Linked DNA regions of Zea mays: region 1 is linked to region 2. The links are chromatin contacts, called in public Hi-C maps. All regions are on one chromosome and are shown on one strand. The core of a region is the stretch at or near the end of the contact, and the rest is flanking DNA. Distances in the headings are between cores, read along the strand shown. Region 1 holds the start of LOC100273993. Region 2 holds the start of LOC100285018.

Region 1 (7,555 bases), core at 2,186-4,685, 160 kb before region 2:
AAGGGTTAAATATAGTTTTTGATGCATCTGCAAGCTTTAATGGATTTCAATTTCATAGACAAAAACATATCAAATATTCAAATTCAAAGCTGCTAGCGTACACAGAAATTGTTGAAAGAAACAATTGTATAACTGTAGAAAATGCAAAACAATATTCAACCAATGACAGTAATGTATCAGACGAAACCAATACAAGATGAAGCAATAACCGATTTTAAAACAACACCACCTAAACATGATGTGCGTACTGGATAGGATTATGAACCTAACCAAAATCCAGGCCAAACTCAGGAAATGTGGTTAGCTAATCTCAGCTCAACCAAAGTATTCAGCACACAGCTCAGCATAGGTTCTGAACCAAGCAAAAGTCATGGTCTTCAAGTCAGATTTAATGACAAATGAAGCTCAATTTTAGCAAGGACGGTAATTTTTGTATCTGGCGCCTCTTGGGTCTTGAATTTGGGTACAGGGTTGCCAGTTCATCAAACCAAATCTTGAGTATGGAAACTAAATCGATATTTGCAAAGAAACTTGACGAAACAGCTGGAGCAAAAAAAAAGGATATTATAATAAAACCGGTGAGGTAAGATAGAGACAAGGACCTCAACCACGAGTTTGAGGGAGTCGATGCTTGAGCCAACTCTAACATCTACGGTTGCTGGATATGAAGAATCTTCAGCACCGTGGGAGACAGTAAGAAGCAGTTGACAAACGTGACAAGGTTCCCCAAGGTATATAAAAAGTTCAACATAGTCTGCACCTTGCTGACACACCTGCATGCACAAGAGCCTTTAACATCCTATATGAAGAAAACATCATAGCAATAATTAAATAAACCAGAAAACTATCAGGAAGACTCTTTCAGATGCATTGAGAAGAGTCTTTAAGGAAGAACTATACCCAAATAAGATCCTTCCTTTTGAAGCTCAGAAGACTGGAACCACCATCAGCCATTGGGATGATACTAGGAACTGGTTTTAACATGCATCCAGATGGCCTTGATAGCACCTGAATTGTCAATATCAGGAATGTTATCACAAAAGCTATAAATAATATAATACTGCATCAAGACCAATAGTATTAGTTTGCAAGAGATATGGTTATAATGAGTAAGTTTACCTACTTTGAGAGGGAACATAGGGATGGACGGGAGATGCCTATATAGCCTCAAACCAAGAAACATCTCTAACTGCTTTTGACGGGAACTATCATTCATAAAATTTTGGTACCTTCTTAGCACCGTAATTTTCACATTCTCAACAGCTGAGAATTTACTAAACTTTCCTGTTTCCTCCTTGAATATGTTCAGAATATCACTGTGCATAGCTTTTGAGCCAGTGTACAACGTAGCATGGATATCGCCTGCCAAAAGAAAAAGTTCAGCAAGCTGGTTCACTGGAGCAAGCATTGTTGAGCCTTTGAACTGATCAAATGTCATATCAAATCTCTTCCAGGGCTTCTGTGGAGCCTCCTGGCATGGATGTTCCCATGTGGTAGTACGTGTATTATGATCAATATAAAATGATTTCCCTGTTACAGAGTCAAAGCGCTCCTCCCATCCAGGGGGCAAAGAACGAGTGTTTCTACCATCATATTCAGAATATCTACTTGACAACCCAAACATTGCATCTATGTCAAGCGAGATGCTCAATCGACTACACTGTTCAACAAAAACTTGAAGTGCACCAAAGTAACTAGCAGCATTGGTTCGATCAAGAGAGTCTGCACAGTTGAATCGTATCACCCCATTTTGAATAGATTCCATGCAAAACCCACCATTTACATCGTCATTGCAGATAACTGATCCTTTACATTCATTAAGCTGCTGTCTTGCATCATAGTAATTCCCTTCACTGAAGCCAATGACCATTGTAGGTGGTTTAAGATGCCTCCATAGGCCCTCAACTGTCTGCTGCTGCCCTTTTAACTTCACAGTGGCATGCCAGTCATAATTTATTAACTGAATCCACGTGCTTCCCAGCTTTCCAGTAGAGTTCATGTACCGTATAGATTCTTTGAAATGATCAACAAGAACTGACTCTGTTTTTCCTTCGCCGTATCTTAGCAAGTTAACACAAATAATGGGAACCCTTCCAGAACTTTTTTGCCTGGACACGTTCGCTTCAGATGATTTATTCCCATATCTTTTACCCAACCGTTGGTAGTACTGTAAGCTTCCGTTGTAAGGATCGTTGGCAACGTAAATTTCAGCCTCCACTGACACCGCGTTTTTTATTTCTGCGCCCCACCATATTGGAATAGTTCCACGGCGCCAGATATACGAGCTAAAAGGGATGCGCTGTCCGCCCTTCCGTGGAACCCAAACGAGTTGCTCGCACTCTACCTCATTGCCTGTGCCTGAACATGCGTTCAGTCCACGGGCCAAATAGCGAGTTCCAGGATGCAACCGACTTCGGCGTGCAATAAGGGCGACTAACCCACCTTGCTGCCCAGCACCTCCAAAGTTCCGGCACTCAGCGAACCCCTGCAGAAGAATGACACAGTGTCCTGGCAAACCAATGTCCTTAAAGGGCTTTGACAGCCACTCGTTCCAAACAAATTCCTCATCTGGTTCCCGTAGTGTAATAGGACTCGGGAAGGGCCTGGTAACATCCCTTGTCTCGCAAAAGAAGAACTTGCCATCAATGTCTAGATTGGCCAGCTCACGTATGTTCTTCTGTTCTCCAGTCCCCTGGGGCTGAGGATTCTGCAGCTGGATCTTTATCCACTGGCTCTCTGCCAATGTGTATATGCACCCGCCTCCCGGCAGATTGGGGACCGACGCGCTCAACTGTGTCGCGACCAAGAGCAGAGCATGGCTTCCTAACACCGCGTATCCCAGCACTGCCTTGGCATATGTAGTGCTCTTGGATAGAACCCTTGATCCGTTGGTGATGTGGTTCAGCGCCGCCGCCTCCGAATCAAAGACGTCCTCCCCATGCTTCCCCAGGTAGCGCAGGGCGCCGGTGGTCGGATCGACGTATACGACCTGGGTGTCTCTCCTCGTCGACAAGCTGATCACAATGTACACTTCTGTCGTCTCAAGGACGACCACCACCACCGATGTGTCCTTGGGCCTAGGGAGCGACTTGCTGTGGAACATCTGGGGATTTCTGGAGAGATGGACTGAGCGGACCTGGGTGTGCGCACATTAATTTGTGCCAAAAAAAGAAAGAATTGAAGCTGTTAGGGCGCACGTATATACGCTTCGTTAGATCAGATCCAGAGACAACAGACAAATAGTAATTGGATCAGATCCAGGTTCAAGTAGACAGATCGCTTAAGTTAGGGTTTCGGGTGATCGGTTTCGCACAGCAGGTAGGGAAGAGAAGGACCTGGTGGGTGCTCGTCGCCGGCGAAGACCTGGGCGAGCAGGCTGCGGGCCGCGGGCGCTTGAAGTATGTCCCTCGTCTTCCGCCTCACTTTTTCTCTCCGTTGTTCAGCTCCAACGTCGCACGGCACGGGAGAGGGGTGCCCCGTTTGGTAGCCTGCGGAGCCCCGTGGGCTGCAACGTGCCCCTGTTTCGCAGTCTGGACGGTGTTTTCGGCCTGGCCCAGCGGATGATGAACAAATGGGCGGACCTACCGGCCGAATATTTTTGTAGTTTGATCTTTTTTCGGAAAAAAAAATCATGTTTAGATCTTTAAACAACTTAATTATGTTTTTTATCCTTTGCTCGGTGTCGTAGGTCATGACGCCAAGATAACACAGCTCGACGCCACAGCCTATAACCTATTGGTCGTTTCTGCCTCCTTTCGCCCGACACCCGTCTCTTTCGTCGCCGGCGGCTATCTCTCTTGACAGATGTCGCCCACGCACTCTCCTACGAGCCCGGGCTTCCCGGTTGGTCCCCGTCGTGCCCGCCCGCCGCCTCGAGCCTGCCACCGCTGCACAACTTCGCTGTCGTTGAAAGTTCCCTTTGACCCGGGAACAGGATCTGGATGTCGCCTAGAGGGGGGTGAATAGGCGAATAAAGCTTATTACTTTAAAACTTAAATTCTTACTCTACTCGAAGACTTAGTACGCAGTGGAGTGAAACAACTCTTCGAGTAGGTTGCAGCGGAATAGAAGATCCTGTCTCAAAATGTCCTGCACTTCAAATAAAGTTTATACCACAGATAAGTATTGAAGTGCAGATATAAAGACGAGTAAGACAGAGAGTCAGGATACAATACAGAACAGAGCACACAGACGCAAGGATTTATCCCGAGGTTCGGCCAAGCCTGAAATGCTTGCCTAGTCCTCGTTGGAGTTAGCCACACCTGGGCTTGGAGTCTATTTCAACTCCTTCCTCCGTTTGCTCAGATCTGTCAGTATGACAGATAGAGCCTTTCACTATTGAGTTGGGTTACAACAACACCGTGGCTGCTTACAAACTTTTTGGCAGCACCTCGGCAGAGTAACGATACGCTCAAGATCTTACTCTAGCTCTTAGCAGCACTTCTCCTCTCTTTAAAGGCTTATAGTTGTGCCTTCTACACAAACTATAGAGTTACACACAAGAGGGAGAGTGAGAATTGATTCGAGTGATGTCTACACTTGTTGGTTGCGCTTGTATATAGCTTGAGGCGCCTAGGGGTCCCTTTTATAGGCACAAGGGGCCTAGGAGCCGTTGGAAGCAATCCAGGAAGACAAATCTTGCCTTCTATCGGGTGGCGCACCGGACAGTCTGGTGCACACCGGACACTGTCCGGTGCCCGATTTCTTTCCTTCTATGGCGAAGCCGACCGTTGGCAGTCTTGGAGCCGTTGGCGCACCGGACATGTCCGGTGCACACCGGACAGTCCGGTGCCTCCTTCTAGCCGTTGGCTCGGCCACGTGTCCCGCGCAGATCGCGCGGCCGACCGTTGGCTCACCGGACAGTCCGGTGCACACCGGATAGTCCGGTGAATTATAGTCGTACGTCGCCCGTGAATTCCCGAGAGCGGCCAGTTTGCTCGAGCCAGCCTGGCGCACCAGACACTGTCCGGTGCACCACCGGACACTCCGGTGCACCCAGACTGATTTGCACCTCTTTCCTTTTCTTCTTCTTTCTGTTTCTAACACTTAGACAAGTATATTAGTACACTAAAACCAATGTACTAAGTCTAGAAACATACCTTCTCTTAATTATTACATCTATAGCATTTCACATGCTTGAGCTTTGATGTTGGACTCATAAATCATCAAGTCTGCTTGACTTGATCTAGATTGACATTTCTTGGCTCCAACATCCTGCAAATGTCACATAGAACATCTCCAAACATAGGAACAACCCAAACTAAAGATCAAGGTGAACTTAGCTCTTTTGGGCTGCTTCCAGTTCTGGTTTTGACACTTGTTCTCCTTCTTAGAGCTTGGTCTTGAGCCTTATGACTTACACCACATAACTGTAGTTGTTACCTCATTGGTTGTAAGTCACGTCCTTATGTAGTGATCCTTGATGTGTCGTAGCTGTTCTCAACTCGATCACCCTTGACTTTGCAAGCCTTCTTCTTCACCCTTGGCTTTGGGTTCCTCAACCTCCTTGACCTTCTCCCGTGCACTTGGTACCTCGAAGCTCTTCTTGCCTCCGTCCTTGGCTTGATCAGTTGTCTCCGAGCTACACACCCGAGTCTCACTTTATGCAATGTCCATCTTACTTGTGATGTCCATCATGCATCCATAATCCAGTCCTTGGAACATCACATTTGTTCACTTGTGTTAAACCCTGTAGGCTTTACCCACTAGTACAATTTGGCTCTATACAAGCGGTAGGCTTTTTACATCACAGGCGGTTCGGTTAGAAAACCGCTTGTGATGTCCCAGGCGGTTCAGTACGCCTGTGATGTAATAGTATCACAAGCGGTTTTTGTTTAGGACCGCCTGTGGTGCTCTATCCTTTTCACAAGCGGACCCTAAGACAAAACCATCTGTGATTGTAAAAATATGAAAATACAATTTAAATATGAAAATAATTTTAATTTTTAACAGAAATATGCAAATACGATTTAAATGAATTAATATTTAATTTTTAACAATAATATGCAAATACAATTTAAATGAATTATAATAGCACACATAGATAACTATAGAGATTTTAAATTAATTGGCAACCACAATTCATAGTCGATCATACATGATAACAAATACAATTTGATTCATACAATTTTTCATGAACTACCATTTTTCCGCATGTATGGCTTTAAGTTCTTATCAATTTTCTTTTCCACAAGCTTGATTCTCTCTGGACCGTTAAAGACGAACATCTCTTCATACTTATTGTATTCCTCATCTTGGTCTCCCACATTCTCAACTCCAACAATTTTTTGCTTTCCAGAAATAACTACATGCATCTTCTCATCTGCTGGATCGAGTACATAGAACACTTGTGCAACACATTCGGCGAGAACCCACGGGTCATCTTTATATCCTACTTTCTTTAAGTCTACCAGTGTGAGTCCGTAGTTATCCACTATCACCCCCACGGGATGTTGTACCCATTGGCACTTAAATAAGGGTATTTTCATGCTTGGGCCATAATCAAGTTCCCATATTTCCTCTATGAATCCAAAATATGTGGTCTTCTGTCCATGTAGGTCAAAAGCATCGATACGAACACCGCTATTTTGTGCAACACTTTTCATGTCTTTTGATTTAGTGTAGAATGTGTACCCATTGATGTCATATGCTTGCCATGATGTCACAAAACACGATGGCCCAGAAGCCAAATTCTTCATTGTTTTCTCTTCCAAAGAGTCTCTGAAAGTCGCCTAGAGGGGGGGGTGAATAGGGCGAAACTGAAATTTACAAATATAAACACAACTACAAGCCGAGTTAGCGTTAGAAATATAATCGAGTCCGCAAGAGAGGGTGCAAAACAAATTGTGAGCGAATAAGGAGTGTGACACGCGGATTTGTTTTACCGAGGTTCGGTTCTCGCAAACCTACTCCCCGTTGAGGAGGCCACAAAGGCCGGGTCTCTTTCAACCCTTCCCTCTCTCAAACGGTCCCTCGGACCGAGTGAGCTTCTCTTCTCAAATCACTTGGGAATCAAACTTCCCGCAAGGACCACCACACGATTGGTGTCTCTTGCCTCAATTACAAGTGAGTGTTTGATCACAAGAAAGAATGTCAAAGAAAAGAAGTGATCCAAGCGCAAGAGCTCAAATGAACACTACAAATCACTCTCTCTAGTCACTAAGGCTTTGTGTGGAGTTGGGAGAGGATTTGATCTCTTTTGGTGTGCTTTGCAATGAATGCTAGCTCTTGTATAATGGTTGGAAGCTGTAAAACTTGGATGCTATGAATGGTGGGTGGTTGGGGGTATTTATAGCCCCAACCACCAAACTAGTCGTTTGGTGAGGCTGTCTGCGCGATGGCGCACCAGACAGTCCGATGCACACCGGACATGTCCGGTGCGACAACCACGTCACCAAAGCCGTTGGGTTCCGACCGTTGGAGCTCTGACTTCTGGGCCCGCCTGGATGTCCGGTGGCGCACCGGACATGTACTGTAGAGTGTCCGGTGCGCCAGCATGGGCAGCGCGCAATAAATGCGTCGCAGGTAGCCGTTGGCGCCGAAATAGTCGTTGCCT
Region 2 (7,502 bases), core at 4,417-6,916:
TGATTTGCACCCCAAATTAGTATAAAATTTTAACCTGATTTTCATCCCCAATCCTAACTCATGCACTTACAGGCATCCTGCACCCCCTCTATTTTTTCTCTAGCTTTCACCCTTGACCTCAGTTGACTCCTGAACAAACACTTGTGCTTTGAAATGAGCCGGACAACCAAAATGTTCAACAAGTTAAAGCCTCTCAGTCTTTCAGCCAAGGTTGAGGGTTCATCTGTTGAATGTGCCGGAACACACCACTATTCTTGGAAGGAGATGGATAAATGGCATGCCAATAGCCAGTTTTTGTTCTTCCTTGCCAGTTGCTGAGATATCTTCTACTCTATAGCATTGGAAGGACAAAACTGAGGAAAAAACACGACTAAGGGTAAAAATGAGGACACCAGCAAAACTAAGGGCACCACCTTAAAAAACCGATTAAAAAATGGCATACCCAGTCATGAAAGCTCCCATACAAGGGTCTGGGGAAGAGAATTTCTAGAGAGCTTTACCCTTTCTTATTCTGCAAAGGTTCTGATTTCAACCCAGGATGTCCAAGGCACAAGTAGATATTGTACCAGTGCGCTAGGCCCGCCTTCTTGAGTGAGGAATTACAAGTAACCAATTATTGTCTTGAGTGAGTAATTACCATTTTTTCTTGTACCCCTTATGACCCACAATGGTCAAGGGTTGGAGGCACAATAGAGTTTTAGTCAACTACATTTCGGTCCAGCCATTTTCCACTATTTGCCCATTAGATTGTCACAAAATTGTACCCTCTTTTTTTCAAATCCAAATTAAAAAAATTCCTCTCATGCTTTTCTCTCGTTTCTTTTATGTTCATGAGTTGACAATATCTTTTGTTCTACTTGTTTCTTCATTTTTATTATCTTAACATGGGGAACATATACTATGCAATCAATCATATTGGTGCAAGCATGCAATCAAGCGATTTGGTGCATCCAATCAAAATCCAACGTTGACTGTTATTTTACATTTAACCCCTTTTTAGATTGGATGCTCTGGATGGTTTGATTGCACGCTTGCGTCAAATGAGTGATTGCATAGGACATGCTCCCCTTAACATGATATCTTAGATGACAAAATTTATATTTCAGGATGAGTTCTCAAAGTTGAGAAGATGGTGGAAAGGTGTCAATATATTAAATAAAGCATACATAATCTTGCCGATCCATGGGATGTAAGTCAATACTGGATAAGGATAAGACATTTACAATAAGAAGCTGAAATACACTTTTATATGTTTAAGACATCAGTTTGTTAGCAAGCTCCATGGTTCATCTGGACCCCTTTTGAATTATGTTAGATATCGAACGTGGCTCCTGAGATTCCTAGTATTGTACATATATATGTATTATTGTTAAACCTTTTTAATTGCCTGAACTGTTGCCCTTCAGCATATACTGAATGTTTTTGAAACCTACAGTCATGTCTTCCTTACTGTACCTCTGTGTATATTATATTTATGAAAAAAATGTATCTTTGCATTTGTAAACCAGGGCGCACTGGAGCTTGGTAATCATTTGCATTCCTGCAAAAGAGAGTATTTCAGGACCAATCATACTTCATCTGGACTCCCTAGCGATGCATCCCAGTACTAAGATCTTGAACACAGTTGAGAGGCAAGTAGTGACTTTATTACTACAGCTATAGTTGTCTGGATATTTTTTATTTTTGCTATATATATAAAAAAGAAATTCTAGAATGTGGCAGACTTGCTTGCTGCTGAGTTTTAGTGCTAGTGACCTGATGTCCACTGCGCAACACTGACAGTGCCAACAACATGTTGCAGATACCTTGAAAAAGAATGGTGCCAATTATCATCATGGGAGGATTTTAAAAATAATATACATAAGCAAAGCGTTGAGGTACATACAGTTTAACACTGTCCTTCCAGATCTCCTTGGCACATAGGTTTCCAGATGTTCGCGTTAAATATTTCTTGAGATTGCGACTAATTGAGTTTACTCAGAAGTCAATATAACATGTTTTCAAAAACTGTTAGGTTCCACGACAGAATAATGAGTATGACTGTGGCATCTTCATGCTTTATTATATTGAACGGTTTATAAAAGAGGCTCCAGAAAGATTCACAATTGATAAACTTGATATGGTTAGTGCTGCCAGCTCTTTTCTGTACTTGTTCAGTTCTTGTGTTGCTGTTTACGTTCAGCTTTTAAGACTTTGATAGATTTCAATAATGAACTTGTGTTTGTTACACAGTTTAATCGGAGTTGGTTCAAACCTGAAGAAGCATCTGGTCTAAGGCGGAGAATAAGAGAGCTTCTGCTGGAAGAATTTGAAAGTGCCAAGCTGGATGATGCTTTACCAGGAGCGGATGCATCTGAGCGTGATGACAGCATAAATGATGGAGAATTGAAACCAGATGCATCTTCTGACAGTTCAGAAATGGTCGTAGAGGTGGTAGGAGGGTTGGGAGGCACTGACAAGAGCAATGAAGGCATCAAGGTTGTAGCATCAGAAGAGGCAAGTGGAGAGTCAGGAGATGCTGGTAAGAGTACCGAAGGTACTGTTGCAGCATCAGAAGAAAAGAGTATTGAAGGCATCAATGTTGCAGAACCAGAAGATGCTTGTGAGAGTATAGGAGGCATCTATGTTGCAGAATCAGATGAAGCAAGTGGGGAGTTTGGAGAGATTGGTAAGACCAACAAAGGCACCAAAGTTGCAGTGTCAGAAGGAGCAAGTGTGTCTGGATACACTGATAAGAATATGGAAGACATCTCTGACTCTGAGGTTGCAGTATTAGACAAAGCTCCCACTAGCAGCTACAGACGTGGAGAGAAGACCACAGCCTGTGTTCTATCAGAAGCAGCTTCACTTTCCGATAGCGTCAAAGATGAACAAGGTATGGTGAAACCAGATTCTGGCAGCTCAAAAGCTGAGAGAGAAGGAGATTTGATTGTAATTGCATCGCCGGAAAGATCGGAAGGGAATGATGAGATCATTGGTAGCATGCCAATTACAGATGTAGTTTGTGACAGCTGCGACAGCGACACCGAGACCAAGGTGAGGATCGTAAAAATTCACAGAAGAAAATTTGTCCCATCGTGTGGTTGCAGCAATTGACACAAGGGGCCATGCACCGTGCAAACCTTCTGGTTGCGTTCTCACGAAGATGCGAAATTGTGACAGATTTTGGTAATGATATTTTGAGGTTCCTGTGGCCGTATACCAAGCACATAGATGACCAGGCCAGGCGGTGATCTCAGTAAACCGAATAGGTAGCGGGTCGATGCATGGCCTGCTTCCCCCTGATCTCGGGCACTAGGCTCCTGGAAAGCAGTTTTGGGTAGGCAGTTCATTGGCTTGGGCCCGGGACTTGTAAAGTGTACAGGCGATTGGACGTTATTACGTATGTTATGGTGTTTACATTAGAAGATCTGTGACTGTGAACACCTGCCACAATTTGAGATAATATGCGCGTAAGGTCTTGCGTTTTCCTTTTTGTTCTGCCCCAGAGCTGCCAAACATGCATCCTTGTTCTTCTCCAGCCTTGATATGATGGCATTTCTTTTGACCTTGGAGTAGAGTTATCGTGTGAATGAAGGAAGCTATTACAGTACAGTGCAAATTTGCAACGGCATGATACATGTCTAGCTCTCTAGCCTTGGTGTTCGTGGAAGTGACATGGATGACACTGGCATGGCAGCAGCATTCATTCGTGTGAGTTCGCATGAACAACACATTCTTGTTAGGCCCCGTTTGGTTAGGGGTAACTAAAGTTTAGTGACTAAATTTTAGTCACTTTTAGTCTCTAAAGAAACATAGTGACTAAAACGGGGTGACTAAACTTTAGTTCTTTAGTCACCAAAGGGTGACTAAAAGGGACTAAAGTAGTATTTTTATCTTATTTGCCCTATCAACTTTCTTCTTATAGCAAACATCTATTAATTAATAGGGGTAAAAAAGTCATTATTCACAACAATTAATGCTCTTTAGTCCAGTTTAGTCACTGAAACCAAACGAGGTACTTTAGCGACTAAACTTTAATGACTAAAGAAACCAAACAGCACCTTAATTGCTCGCAGCTGTCTAGCGGACCATGTGGTTTTTGATAGAGACATGTCACGCTTCAGGAGACCTCTATGTGTGTGTGTCTATATATATATATATATATATATATATATATATATATATATATATATATATATATATATATATATATATATATATATATATATATATATATATATATATATATATATATATATATATATATATATATATATATATATATATATATATATATATATTGCGCGCTAATATTAAATGTTCATGGGTATTTATGTGGAAATATTGATTTTAAAAGATATTTTAATTAAATATAAATAGAACACGTGTAATATAAAAAATAGATGTATCAAACAATCTGCAGGGCTCGATATTAATAATCCAAAGCTCGTTTTTTTGAAAGATAAGAGATCTAATTATTAATAATCCAAGGCTTTGAACATATGTCTCATCGTATCGTAGGGCTGTTTGGTTTGACATTAAAAATTTGGTGATATGATCATATTCCTCGTATTAGTATTAACTATGAGAAATAAGGTAATGATATATCAACTTAGTGAGTGTTTAAATGCACTAAAACTAATAATTAGTTGATTAAAGTTTCTAGTGAAATTAGTTAGCTAACAAATAGCTACCTAACTATTAACTAATTTACCAGAATAGCTAATAACTGAACTATTAACTAGGATGTTTGGATGTCTTAACTAATTTTAGTCATTAATTTTTGGCTATGGTGCATTCAAACACCCCTTATTCTATTCCACAAACTAAATAAAAATAAGGAATAAGAAAATGATGAATTAACTCATTTCTCAAATCAAACAACCTATAAACTATCTCGTTGGTTATCATCTTTCGGTCCACCACTCATGTTAACAAGGTGGTAATGAATCGTGATCCAAATGTTTCTTTATAAATTGTTATGATTCTAAATAATTTTTAATTTAAAAAAGAATAGAAATAGCTATCTTCAGTGTGTCTTTACTTACTAGAGACACTGTAGTAGGGATGGCAATGGGGATTTCCCCGTCGGGGAATGGCTTCCCATCCCCGTCCCCGCGGGGACAAAAATTCCCCGTCCTCGTCCCCGCGAACGCTCGCGGGGGAGCTTTTTCTCCCATCCCCGTCCCCGTCGGGGAATTTATCCCCGTGGGGAACCCCGCGGGGAATCTGTCCCCGCTAGAAGTACAATATTTAAAGATAAATTTAAATTGATTGTATTAAATTAATACAAATTTAACAAACAAGATTGAAAATTATAAGAGACATCTACTTTAGAGTTTAGTTTTTTATTTTATAACATGTCATGCATTAAGTTCTTACTATAATTTTAACAAGTAAATTGACTAACTTGGATAAAACAGTTTCGTGGGGCGGGTACACGGGGAACGAGGACGGGGGATGGTTCCCCGTCCCCGCGAACCCGACGGGGATTTAATTTCCCCCATTTAGATCCCCGCGGGGACTAAATTCGTCCCATACCCGTCCCCTAATAGGGGAATTCCCCACGGGGAATCGGGGATCGGGTCCCATTGCCATCTCTACACTGTAGAACTCCATCCAAAAGTCTTACACCCTTTATTCTTACGAAACTATATGAGGAAAAGCGAAAGGGGAGGAAAATAAGGGCGAGCAAAACTGGAAGCCTACGAAAATGGTGGAGCTCACCTCCTTATCCCCAGGGCCACCACGTCCTTCTCGGCTGACTCCTCGCCGCCGGCCGCCGCCGCCGACACCTCATGTTCATACCTCCTCGCGTCGTCGCGGGAGGATCCTCGGCGCCGCGACCGCCACGCCTGGCGCCGACGACTACCACTCCACCATCCGCTCCCTCAACTCCCGCGGCCGCCACGTCCCCCGAAAATCCCTCGGGCAGGTCATCCCGCTGACCCCAGAATCCGCGCCACCCACAGGCGGGCTCACCATTCACCACGTACCGACGCGTCTCTCGTCTCCCCGCAGAACTACACGCTCAACTCCAAGGTGAACGAGGAGCTGGTGGCGGCGGCGGGGGTGGAGGAGGGTGACGTCGTGCTCGAGATCGGCCCAGGCACCGGCTCGCTCACTTCCGCGCTGCTCCAGGCCGGCGCTACCGTCTTTGCCGTCGAGAAGGTCTGTAACGTTGCTTTGCTCGGTGTTCCGTAGCTGGACTGCTGAAAGTGAGAGCGAGCCGCTAGGGGGAAAAATTCGAAAGATCTTCCTGAGACGAAATTGAAATTGTGTGTAAAATGGTTACTATCATCTGTGTCACTGTGTGTGATTGTCTCAAATCTCAATTGTTGATGCCTCAAAATGTAGCTCTCTTTGGATGCAAGCAGTCATTCTTTGCAAGCGTGCAAGCAAATCATTTGGTCCATTAGATCGTGATCCAACCATAGGTCACATTTAATACTTAATCCCTTCCACCACCAGCTTAATAATCTTTATAAAAAACCCCTAACAAACCATGGTTGTATCTGTGGTTGGATCGTAATCTAATGGACCAGATGGTTTGTTTGCATGCTTGCATAGCAGTCGTTGCCCTATTTAGATGGGTATATGGCTACATACTTGAGTATGAGTATTTTTTCCCCTTCTATTAATTGGGATCTGGAACCTCTAAGTTTAAACTGACATCATGCTCGTCTTTGGGACTTTTATATAGACTGACCTGAGACTGAGTTGTGAATGATGTGCCGATAGTGTTGCCTTTCAGTTACTTGCGAAAGATCGCAAGAAGTCATCTAATAAGTTTTTTTTTTTTTTGTTTCTGTAAACACTTAATAGTAAACACTTAATATAGATTCAGACTTGAGCATGGCATTATAAGTTGAAGCTGAACTTGAGGTGTATCCGTACAAATAGACTTTTTGGGCTGGAGAAAGTCGTTGTAATTTTCTTTTAACTGAAGGAGATTTAACAGTTAAAGTCTAGAAATTATTTCTATTACGGATCCATAACCTGCATCATCTTGTTCTGTTTTTTTTCGTAACAGGACAAGCATATGGCTACTCTCGTTAAAGATAGGTTTGGATCTACAGAACAGTTGAAGGTAGCATCTAGTTCTTCATTTGACATTGTGGTGTTTCCTTAACAAATATGATGCACAATATTCTCTTGTTGCACTCCAGGTCATTCACTGATGTCCTTTAAACAATCTGAAACTTTTATCTGTCATCAACCCGTCATTCATTACAGATGAATAATTCTGTCAAATAGTTAGGAAATCAGAAGCTAAAAAATGTATGTAACAATACGATGTTGCTTTTTGTAAAACTTATAGCTACCTTACACTTGTTTTGTGTTTATGGTACAAATCTGTGCAGGTCATTGAAGAAGACATCACAAAATTTCACATCCGTTCCCATTTTCTTCCTTTCATGAAGGAGAAATACGGTGCCACCAAAAAACTTGCAAAGGTGAGATGATGCCCAACCACAGAAATCAATATGGAGCTTGTTTTTGTGATCATGTTCCAGTTT

What was found. A called contact is a pair of places that touch in the nucleus more often than the background predicts.
Region 1: a contact with region 2 is called in a Hi-C map of tassel, with 2.3 times the contacts expected there. The contact joins the promoter of LOC100273993 here to the promoter of LOC100285018 in region 2. A contact is called at or near these places in 7 of 25 Hi-C or Micro-C datasets (ear, endosperm, leaf and 2 more).

Annotation. Positions count from the first base shown.
Region 1 is chr4:247,184,180-247,191,734 of Zm-B73-REFERENCE-NAM-5.0, reverse strand. LOC100273993 reads right to left here and starts at 3,435. Exons shown (of 12, transcript NM_001148379.2): 1 at 3,336-3,435; 2 at 1,124-3,136; 3 at 901-1,008; 4 at 603-773. The coding sequence starts at 3,103.
Region 2 is chr4:247,024,224-247,031,725 of Zm-B73-REFERENCE-NAM-5.0, reverse strand. LOC100285018 reads left to right here and starts at 5,666. Exons shown (of 11, transcript NR_158562.1): 1 at 5,666-5,917; 2 at 6,004-6,153; 3 at 7,016-7,072; 4 at 7,347-7,439. It overlaps LOC103654937 (ubiquitin-like-specific protease 1C), which reads left to right. Exons shown (of 13, transcript XM_020552940.2): 9 at 1,107-1,189; 10 at 1,509-1,631; 11 at 1,802-1,877; 12 at 2,015-2,122; 13 at 2,233-3,520. The coding sequence ends at 3,096.